Regions from separate parts of the Pan troglodytes genome. Here region 1 is linked to region 2. A link is a contact called in public Hi-C data. All regions are on one chromosome and are shown on one strand. Each heading gives the region's core, a stretch centred on a gene start, on an enhancer-like site or on the middle of the called end of the contact. The rest is flanking DNA. Distances are from core to core; before and after follow the strand shown. Region 1 overlaps ACOXL (acyl-CoA oxidase like). Region 2 overlaps LOC134807861 (a long non-coding RNA gene).

Region 1 (5,320 bases), core at 1,751-4,250, 630 kb before region 2:
GCCGAGAAAACAGAGGCTCTGTGAGGGGAGGCAGCCTGGCGAGGCAATCACCTCATGTGGGGCAGTACAGGGTTGTACACATCTGTGTCCCACTTGGATGACTTGAGGAATGACTTGAGGATTACGGAATGACTTGAGGGTCCCACAGAACCCTTCTTGCGAAAGACCCTTCATTTGGAGGCTGCACTGGAGAAGGGGTGCTGGACATGTTGGAGCCTCAAAGTGCAGCATCTTCAGTTTCTTGAAACTTCTGTGCTTCTTGCTTGGGTAACTGTGCTTCCTCTGATCTTTGGGCCAACCTAGCCCATGAGAGATTCCAAGGATTTGAGCTGTCTCTAGGGTCATGGGGCAGCCTGCATCTTGTGCTTGATTTTTCTCCAGGGATATCCTAGGTCAGGTAGTTAGGGTGATGGGCATTAGCTCCAGAGTCAGCCTGATGAGTTGTGTTTTTTTAAATTAACTTTTATCTGGCAAGAGTGTTGCAGAATCAAGTTTTAAAAAATATTTGCATATCTCATTTCTTTGTCTAATTAGTGTTGTGAGAATGATGTCCCAGTTTTCATGCTTGAATAAATAGCTGATGGTGTAAGGCGCTAAGGGCTGGCTCACTGTGGCGCGTTCCCTTTCTTCTATTTGCCGTCTCGTCCAAGTTTTGTTTCAATCCATGCTCCTGACTTTTTTTTTTTTTTTTAAGGACTGATCTCATCAGCCAAATTATACCTTTTACTGCCATAAAATGCCTCCTTAATTTAGAGGATATGTTTGTCAATGTTGCAAGATAATTCCGAGCATCAAATCACTAGAGGTGCTGACTACAAAAAATATACTTGGCCGGGTGCAGTGGGTCATGCCTGTAATCCCAGCACTTTGGGAGGTCAAGTCGGGGGGATCACCTGAGGTGAGGAGTTTGAGACCAGCCTGGTCAACATGAAACCCCATCTCTACTAAAAATACAAAAATTAGCCTGGTGTGGTATGGCATGCGTCTATAGTCCCAGCTATTCGGGAGGCTGAGGCAGGAGAATCACTTGAACCCGGGAGGCAGAGGTTGCAGTGAGCCGAGATCACACCACTGCACTCCAGCCTGGGTGACAGAGTGAGACTCTGTCTCAAAAAAAAAAACATATATATATATGTGTGTGTGTGTGTATGTGTGTATATATATATGTGTGTGTGTATGTGTGTATATATATGTATATGTAGGTATATATGTATGTGTATACATGTGTATATATATGTATGTATATATATACTCTATGCCTATGCTCCATTTTAAAGTGGAATTTTAAAAAGGCGGGGGATGGGGGAGATTTAGGTTAAGTGTGACATGACCCCATTTTTACGTATGACCTTACAAATCCTCTGGTTTATTCACTCCAGCTGGACTAAAGACATCTAAGCGTTGGAGGGTGGAACATAGAAATTCCTTCCCTTGAGGGGTTTTCAGTCCTATTGGAAAAGCAGAGCGTAAACCTGAAATGATTTCAGGTGCTGATGTCAGCACCCTGGGAGCACATGGAAGCTCGTGGTCAGCCAAAGCTGACCTGGCTGCGATGCTGAAGCTAGAATTGGCCTGTTGGGCAGGCACAAAGAGGACAGGCTGCATTCTGAGAAGTAATTTTCAGAACACTGGAGAGCATAGTTCTATTCAGCACCTAAGGTACTGTCTGTTTCTGGGCTTCATTTTAAAAGAGACACCCAGGCAAATGAAGCCAGTCTGGAGATGATCTCCAGGACAGTCAAGGGTTTTGACATGATGCCATGCTAAGAATTGCTGGAGCATGTGTGGGTGTTTAGCTGGGAAAGAGACTTTGGGGAGGAGAGGCATAATAGCAAATGTCCAATAGATTGGTGCAGTTGAAAGCAGCTGGGAAGATGGTTTGGACCAGATAATGAAGGGATTTGGTTGCCTTGCTAAAGATTCTGCAGTTTATTCTGTTGGCAATAGGGGGCTACTGGAGGCTTCTAAGGAAGAAGCAATGAGATTTACTCATGGTTCGTTAAACATGGAGAACGCAGAGGAGGAACAGGTTTAGGGAAGGAAGCGCGGGTTTGCTGAGGTGTCAGGCAGGGTGGAGGCTCTGGGAGGCACTGACCGAAGTTGGGGGAGAAGGTGACATTGTGCAGGAACAGGGAGCTATGAGGGACTCTGGACAAAGCCTACATTTAAAGGCTGAGCCCAAGAGGATTATGGGGAATGCAAGAGGTGGGTTGGAGAGGCAGGAGGACAACTAGGAGATCATAGCTTCATGGAAGCGAAGAGGAGGGAATTTCAAGTTGGAATGCGTGGTTGGTAATCCTATAGAAATCATCCCCCTTTTTTGAACAATCCTCATTTGTTGAGTGCTGGACATTATGCTAAGTGCTCTGTGCACATCATTTTCTTTAATTCTTATAGGAGCTTCACAAGGTAGCCAATAACACTGATATTCTCTAGAGAAGGGGCTGAGGATAAGAGCATTAGGCATCTAGGAGACAGTGGAGGATAGAATGTGGGCTTTGGTTTGATATAGGCCAGCTCTCCCTGGCTCCACCTCTGCCCCACTTGGCTATGTGAACTTGTACAAATTACTTAACCTCTCCAGGGCCCAGCTTCTTGTTCTCTGAACTAAATACAACATCCCTGTCTCCTGAGGATGCTGATGGGATTCTGTGAGCTTGATATCATTGTAAGTAAAGTCCCTTGCGCCGTGCCTGACACTCAGGGGCTCCTCCATAGACTTCCGTGTGGTCGTGGTTATTTCCCAACATTCCCTAGTCAGTAAGAGGCAGATCTGAGATCTGAACCCAGGTCCATGTGGGACCATAGCCTGTGCCTGGTGCTGTAACAAGGGAGGTTATGTGGGACAGGAGTTTGAGTGCTGTGGGGTTGAGGACTAGTGTTTTAGTGGGAGGAACAACAGGAGCACGTCTGAGCCCAGATGGGAAAGAGGAAGTGAGAGGGAGAGACCGATGCTGCTAGGGAGAGGAAGTTAACTGAAGAGAAGGTCACAGGTGGCACATAGGGTGTGACATTAAACATAGGTGGAGAATGACACTGAAACCAAAGCAAGTATTTTTTCCTCACAGACAGGAGGGACAGAAAGTCTGAAGAGAGGAGGAGATACAGAGGAAATTTCAAGCAGGTGCAAGAAAGTTGAGGGTGCCCCAGCAGATGACTTCTGTTCTCTGAGGAATGCAGAGATAGGGTCAAGGTCTGAGGAGAGGGAGAGGGAGTGGGGGTGGGGTTGGACACTTAGGAAGAAGAGGCTCAATCTCCACAGTCACTGAGAGCGATAGACTGAGGAGGAGAGAGGACAGAAGAAGAAGGCTTGTGGAGACTGTTATACCTCTGGTCTTGAGTGGCGTACCTTGTTCTAATTTGTATTTGTGGCAGTGCCAGGCAAGGTGAAGATGTGGTTTGTACCGGGGGACAGAGGTAGGAAATTAGATGGTTAGGTTGGCCCAGATTTGGAAATTCACCAATTGGGTTGCAGAAGGACAGGATGTGGCAGTGAAGTGACAGCTTCAGGGAAAACTCTAATCAAAAAAGCTCGGGAGGTGAGGGTGGGAGAAGGTGTAGGGAGGGAGACTGTGATTGGGAATATGTCCTTCCTCCTGCTGTTGTTGGATACCCAGAGTGTGGTTTGGACCTTCCAGTGAATAACATGTATGATTCACCTTTGGATCTCCTGTCCCAGCAAATATGAGGCATCTGTATGGAAAACTCTATGGCAAGAACGGCTGTCGTACCTCATAAGTTCTACCCAAACTTTGACCTCAAGCACAATCCACTAAAGCTGGGCTCTCAAAGCCCCTGGTTCCATGGTCGTGTGGCAGGGGAGGCCCTGCCCTTCCTCAGTTTGATGTCATTCTTTCCTGGATGGTGAAGGGGTATAAACAAGGATAAGCTCTCTTTTGAGGAGCCATTCAAAATACTTTCTCTCTCTCTCTTTTTTTTTTTTAAACATATTTCTGCTAGTTTCTATTCATTAATGAAGGTGCCAGCAGATCAGAAGGTCGAAGTCTTGAAGACGCAGCCCCAAACAGGCTGGTCTGAGCTCCAAAGAAGAGCTGGACCCCTATATGCAGCGGGGCCCAGAGCTGCCTCCCACCTGGGTGGAGGGAGAACCCTTCTCTGTGTGTGGCTCAGAATTTGACACCTTTGAAGCTAAGAGGGACCATCACTGAGACCTTTGGGGCTGAGCAGGTGCCCTGTCCATCTCTTCACCTGTCCCAGGTCAAGTAATTGCTGACTTAAAGTGTCCAAAGTCGAACTTGTCAAGTTTCTGTACTCTAAAGTTACTCTTTTTCCCCCTTTTCATACGATCAGCCCACACTGAAGATGTGAGGAGTTATGTTCCACCTCCTCAAGGGTGGAGTATCTGCAGAAATCATTTGGAATTCTTTTGCATGGGAAATTTGTCTTTTCTCCCTCATTTACTTATTTATCCAATTACTTCTTTATGTAAGTATGTACTCATGGATATTTAATTTATACTTTGGGTTATAATCTAATACTACTTTCTTTTGTTGCTCAAATTGTTTCAGCTTTGGCTTTTGGAAGCTCTTTCAATTGGCTCTGTTACCCTTTGACATTCTTCTATCATTGTGTGTGTGTGTGTGTGTGCATGTGAGTGTGTGTGTGTGTGTGTGCGTGCGTGTGTGTATGTGCATGTATACATGTGGCTGCATACAAGATGCCCCAGGCTCATCTTGTATTTTGTCTGCCCTAGGCCCTTTTAATAAAAGGAACCTTTCCCTGGTTCCTTTTATTAAAGAATGTTTTGAGAAACCAAGATTAGGGTGCTAGGTGTTTCCTTCGTGGCTGGGATGTTGTTACTTCTAGGCCCTTCCAGTTGATAAGCCAAGGAAATATATGTGTGTAAAGCAACCTCTGTATATAACATATCTATAATATGTATTCATTTGTATCTATGTTAAGCTAAACATGAGTTCACACTCATGTCTCAACTCTGATCCCTTTACAATAGGGTCTTCTAGCCTTTCTCCTTGCTTGTCTGTAGCCTACTCCAACAGTGAGAAATATGGTTGCCACCATCTGCCATATGTTTACTTAATTATTCAGTTCCAGCATTCACGTATGCCGGTTTCTGTATTTTTAACTCATATTCCATGCAAACAACTTTATCATCTAGAGTACAGTGCTGATGTACAGTTCACTTTGCCTTTAGTCTTACCACATTCGGCTCCAGAGTTACTTAGTTCAGCACCTTTATTTCTTACTCCCTTCAGTGAGGTTGTTTAATACATATGTCATACAGTTATGTTCTTTTATCACAGTCTACATTCCATTCTGAGAGCCCCTCAATGTTTAAATG
Region 2 (4,888 bases), core at 71-2,570:
AATATGAAATATGAATTTCATAGGTAGGCTTTTATAAAATATTAAGTTATGGGCAAGCCAATATAAAATATTGATGTCATACAGTATGAGCAAATATGGAGATAAAAATTGCTGACCCAGATTATGAATTGTTGATTAAAGAGCATTGTTTACCAGTTTGTAAGTATATCAGCAAAATGTATGTGTGGGCATATGACAGTTCTAATTTGAAATATAATTCTAAATCATATTTACCTTTGATCTGAAAATACCTGATAGTGTGAAAAAACTAAGGCTTGACAGCCACAACAGTACAAAAGTCAAATGCTGCATTTTAATTCAGAAGTGGGCAAATGTCAACTTGTTTTAATTTCTGAAACCTCTCCTTTTGGGGTTATTGTTACACATTTGATATTGAAAAGAAATTGAGGTTAATCAACCAATATTATTTCTCTTTTTTAGAAGCCTCAGAAAGTTTGCATATGTACATATATATGCTATAAGAATATACAAGTGTATATAAAAACATAAAATATTACAATAAAGAAGAAAATTCATTACAGACTTCCTAGGGAAAAGGGAAAAAATCATGTAGAAAAGCAAATCTTGATTTGGCATAATTAATTGTAGGGTTTCTTAACTGTGTGGAGGGAAAGGTTGGAGGAGTAAATATAAATATCTGTATTTATAGAAGAGAATGGATCTTTCAAGCCAACAACCCAACACTGAAGTTCTAAAATTACACCACCCAAGTCCTCTACTGTTTCCTTCTTTTGGACAAAAGCAAATATTGACCAGGTGCCAGCCTCGAGCCATTTGAGGCAAAGGCAGCCGTTGCGATGGGCAAAGCCACAGCCTGGCCACACCGGGCCAGGCTCCACGTCCAAACCCGCTTGCATCGTAGAATTTTGAAATTAACAAGCCACCAGACCACACACCAAGCAAGGAGTAATCACTTCACAGAGAGAAAATAACTATGTTTAAAATGAAAGCAAGATCAACACTGGCCTAAATGCTGGTAAAAATGACCTTGAGGGATGTTCCAAATTGAAACGGATCAAATTAGTTTTCAATCCACTCTAAAATATGAAATGTCAAAAATAAAAATATGCTGATGAGGCTCAGCGCGCTGAAGTTTTAAAATGACTAAAACGACATCTGTCATGGAAATCCCTGCAATTTTACAAGAGAATAAGAAAGGCTATTTTAAACGGTGCTTAGTCACGTTGCATTTTTTTGGTAGTAATGTCCAAACTTTCCTGTCCCGGTGGCAGAACCCATGAGCATGACCTCCACAGGACTCTGGGGGAATGGGGGTGGGCAAGTTCCAAAAATACCGCTCACAGCTCACAAATGACGGCTGGTCAACTCACATTTGACTGTGAAAGCCACAGTGCAGGAGCAAGGACGGACTAAAATGTCTACAGGAGAAGGTAGGGTGTTGTGTTCTAGAAACCCTGGCAGCTGTGGGTGAGCACAGAATTTTCTAATGAGTAAGACTGAAATCAGTGAAAATGCCTCAGCATTAAAGGGAAAAATAACTTATCTGCTGTCTAACCACGGAGCTCAGGCATCTAAGAAAAGCCTAAATAATTCACGAAAACTGTGCCCAAATAGACAAAAGGAGCTCACTGCTTCTTGCAGAATATTTAAACCTGACTCAACTTTGGGGTTTTAATCCAAATATCTTAAGTTCACATTTCATTGCTGGAATATTCCATGTTGTATCAGGAGCTGACTTAGGTGGGTGAAGTTCTTAACCCTGAACAGAGAATAAAATGTTAAAAATAGTAATGAGAGTGCCGATACCTCCATAGACAACCCTAAAATGTGTCATGTGTTCATGAAACGCACTGCTCACCGTCTAAAGGAAAGGTGGTTAATCCTGGGCAATTCAGGTTTCTTTGCAGCTATGCCATGGAAGGTCCCTTAAACGCAAGACTCAGCATGGAAACCTCTTTCACTCCGGAATCCTTCTCCAGAACTTGGGTGAAGGTTCACACACTTACATCTACCCCCATGCTTCCCCAAAAGGGCTAAACCCAGAAAAGCCTTTCCTGGATGTCTAATTGGTGACAGCCTATTATGCCCAAGGGGTTTACTTTTCTCCAGGTGCAGAATAACAGAGGAGAGATTTGTTTACTCTCTCCCTTTTTTTTTTGACATTAACAACTTTGTTTAATGGCCTGGGAGCTTGAGCCGGTCAGATCCCTGGAGCAGGGTCCACACACTCAGCCCTGGACTTTCTCCCACCTATTCCAACCCAGCCTCACACTCCCATAACTGCATTCCTAGCCTTTTCTTCCCGTTTTTAACACTGTGCTTCACCTAGTAATCAACATAAAAACAAAGCAGATAGAAGGACAGGCCTAGGTCAGGCAACCGTCTGGGGTAATGCAGGTGTCACAGCCACAGGCCAGGCTTGACTGGCACAGGTCTGGGGAGCCTGGGGGCAGCCTGGGTGGGTGTGAATTAACAGCCTGGAGGTGGTGGGAGGGGGCATTCTGTGTGCCTCTGGGGAGGGGCGGAGGTGAGGTGTTCTCTTTGTCAGGGACCCTTGGATCTGCTGGGGACAGAGCCTGCCCAACTCCCTCCTAAGCAACTTCTGTTTCCTCTGCTCTCCCTTCCTGCAACCTGCACTCCTGCTTCCTGCCTGGCACTACCAACTGTGGGAAACCCAAGTAGGTGGCACCATAGTGGGGGGCAAAAGGCAAAGCCTTGGTTGGGTAGGGGGCATAACTCCAGGCCTAGTTCTGCGAGCCCTGACACAGAGGCAGGATGCTTACAGAGGAGACAAAAAAGCAACGCAGTGCCTCGAATAACAACTGGGGTGCCCCCACACTGCCACTGACAACTACCCCTCAATAACTAGTACACCCTAGTCTTTCTAGCTTCTGGGCACTCCTAGAAACCAGAGCTTCAAAACCCTTCAGTTCACACAGGCCAGGACTTGCTGAGGGCAGGGGGCGGGGGAGGAGGTGAGGGTTGCTTTCAGGAGTATCTGTTCTTGCTCCCATAATCTTGGAGTGGATCACAAAACTGAGTAAGTGTTGCTATGGTTATTAAAGTCATTCCTTTTAAAAAAGAGCAAAACATGGCAGATTTTCTTAACAACTTGTTCAAATGGCAACAGTCCCGGGTTGTAGCTAATTAAGTGTGCTAAAGATAAACACAAGATCGCACATTCCTATTAAGATTGTTTGCTCCTGGTTCTTTTACACACACACACACACCACTTTGAACATTCAGGGGAAATAATAAATTCTTATGCACTCAGCATGAGGAGTAAAGAAGAAAAATATATTTTCCATAGAAATCGCCTTACTTCACCTCCTTTAAATTCTACAACTTGCTTCAGGACAAATAAAGAGGAAACTACTGGAATGTGTGAGCAGGCCCCACTAGCTCTGAAGGCAGAGGCCTCAGCAGGAGGTGAGCAGCTGCAGAGAGGCTCAGGCAGGCGGCCCTGGGCAGCCTCATTTCTTTATTAACACCACCACCTACAGGGACTGCTTTGAATAGGATGGTGTGGTGTGGCCCATAAAGCCTTGCAAGAAAAACAACATTCAGAACAATTGCACCACATTTTTTTTTTCAACTTCCTGTTTATTAGTATTTTATCTAAGAGCAGAACAAAAGTCTGTATAAATGGGAGAAAATAAAACAAATGAATGCACTGTTAAGGCCTATTCACAATGCACACATACAACAACTTGTCAAGTGCATTATGTCCTTTAATTGAACCCACCTCAGACCTTCAAATGTCTCTGATGACAGAGATCAAGAGGAAATAAATGGAATTTGTTATAAGAATTATATATAATTAATTTTTAAAAAAATAAGTAAATGGGCTTGTTTTCGGCACAACTGTATGACAGTATTCCTTGCTACACTGTACAAGTCAACATCTTATCAGTAAGAATTTGTATTTTGCTAGAAATACGCATGAATATCATGAAAATGCAAATGTCCCCCTAATGTTTGGTGCAGAGCTTGATTGTGTAAGAAAAGGAAGAAAGTATGTGGTCAAGGTGTGGGCAACCTTTGAGGTTCTCAGCCTAAGAGGTGGACAAAGGGCTGGTGACGCCTCCACTGGAATCCTTCCAGCGAAGTCATGAGGTCATTACGAAATTGTTAGTGATGTCTGTGAACTCTGCTTTTCTTCCTTAACCTGCCGGCCATGTTGTTCTTTGGGCTTCTTCTCTGCCTACTTTTCGAAAGGCTCAGGGCCAATGAGACGGAATGAATGAGTGGCCACAGGGCTTCCAGTGTTGACCTTGATGGCCACATTTTCTCTTGAAAGCAGCCCGTACAGTCTGTTTTTGTGGATACTTGTGAATCAAAGGGCTGGGCCTTGGCACAGTTCCCTAGGACCCTTGCTCTTTTTTATCTATGGTTATAAATACCACTGAGTCTCATTTATTTTGAGTAGTTTTAACGTCATGTTTCCCTATTTGAGAAGGACACCTAGACATTTGGGATTATCAACTTGGGGAATTGCCTAAGATTTTTTTTCTATGCCCTAGTAATCAGGAATTTTGTTATTATTTACCCTCCATATCTCAGTCTCCTATGACATTAGCGCGTATGGCCTTGTCTAATTATTCCTGATACCTATTACCTCGTTCACATGAAAATAAGAAGTCAATAAGAAGAGGCCTCCTCTTGTATAGCGTAACAAGAAACATATCTGCAGATAGAGACGGCATAAATCAAAGCTGAAATGTGAACTTAGCACTGGTCAAGACCAGTTAAGCTAATCAGAAACAGATTGCAAATGCTCTAGCAGAACAAATACTGTCTTTCTAAATGGCCGAAAGTGCTGTGAGGGATTAAAACTGAACAGAACAATCACAACAAACAACAAAGGTCACCAAATAATAAAGCAGCCATCATTTGTGTGCTGGTA

What was found. Hi-C and Micro-C count contacts between places; a contact is called where the count stands out from the background.
Region 1: a Hi-C map of blood shows a contact between it and region 2, with 7 times the contacts expected there. The contact joins two enhancer-like sites. A contact is called at or near these places in 2 of 7 Hi-C or Micro-C datasets (blood and stem cell-derived neural progenitor cells) and 1 of 1 other capture datasets (stem cell-derived neural stem cells).

The regions. Positions count from the first base shown.
Region 1 is chr12:12,404,116-12,409,435 of NHGRI_mPanTro3-v2.0_pri, reverse strand. All of the region lies in intron 9 of ACOXL (acyl-CoA oxidase like), which reads left to right. Among named protein-coding and RNA genes, the nearest start is that of ACOXL, 88 kb to the left of the region's middle. Within about 2 kb of position 3,000, at least 1 of the 24 cell types and tissues checked has an H3K27ac peak or open chromatin away from gene starts, as enhancers often do.
Region 2 is chr12:11,772,078-11,776,965 of NHGRI_mPanTro3-v2.0_pri, reverse strand. All of the region lies in intron 1 of LOC134807861 (a long non-coding RNA gene), which reads right to left. Among named protein-coding and RNA genes, the nearest start is that of BCL2L11, 330 kb to the left of the region's middle. Within about 2 kb of position 1,320, at least 7 of the 24 cell types and tissues checked have an H3K27ac peak or open chromatin away from gene starts, as enhancers often do.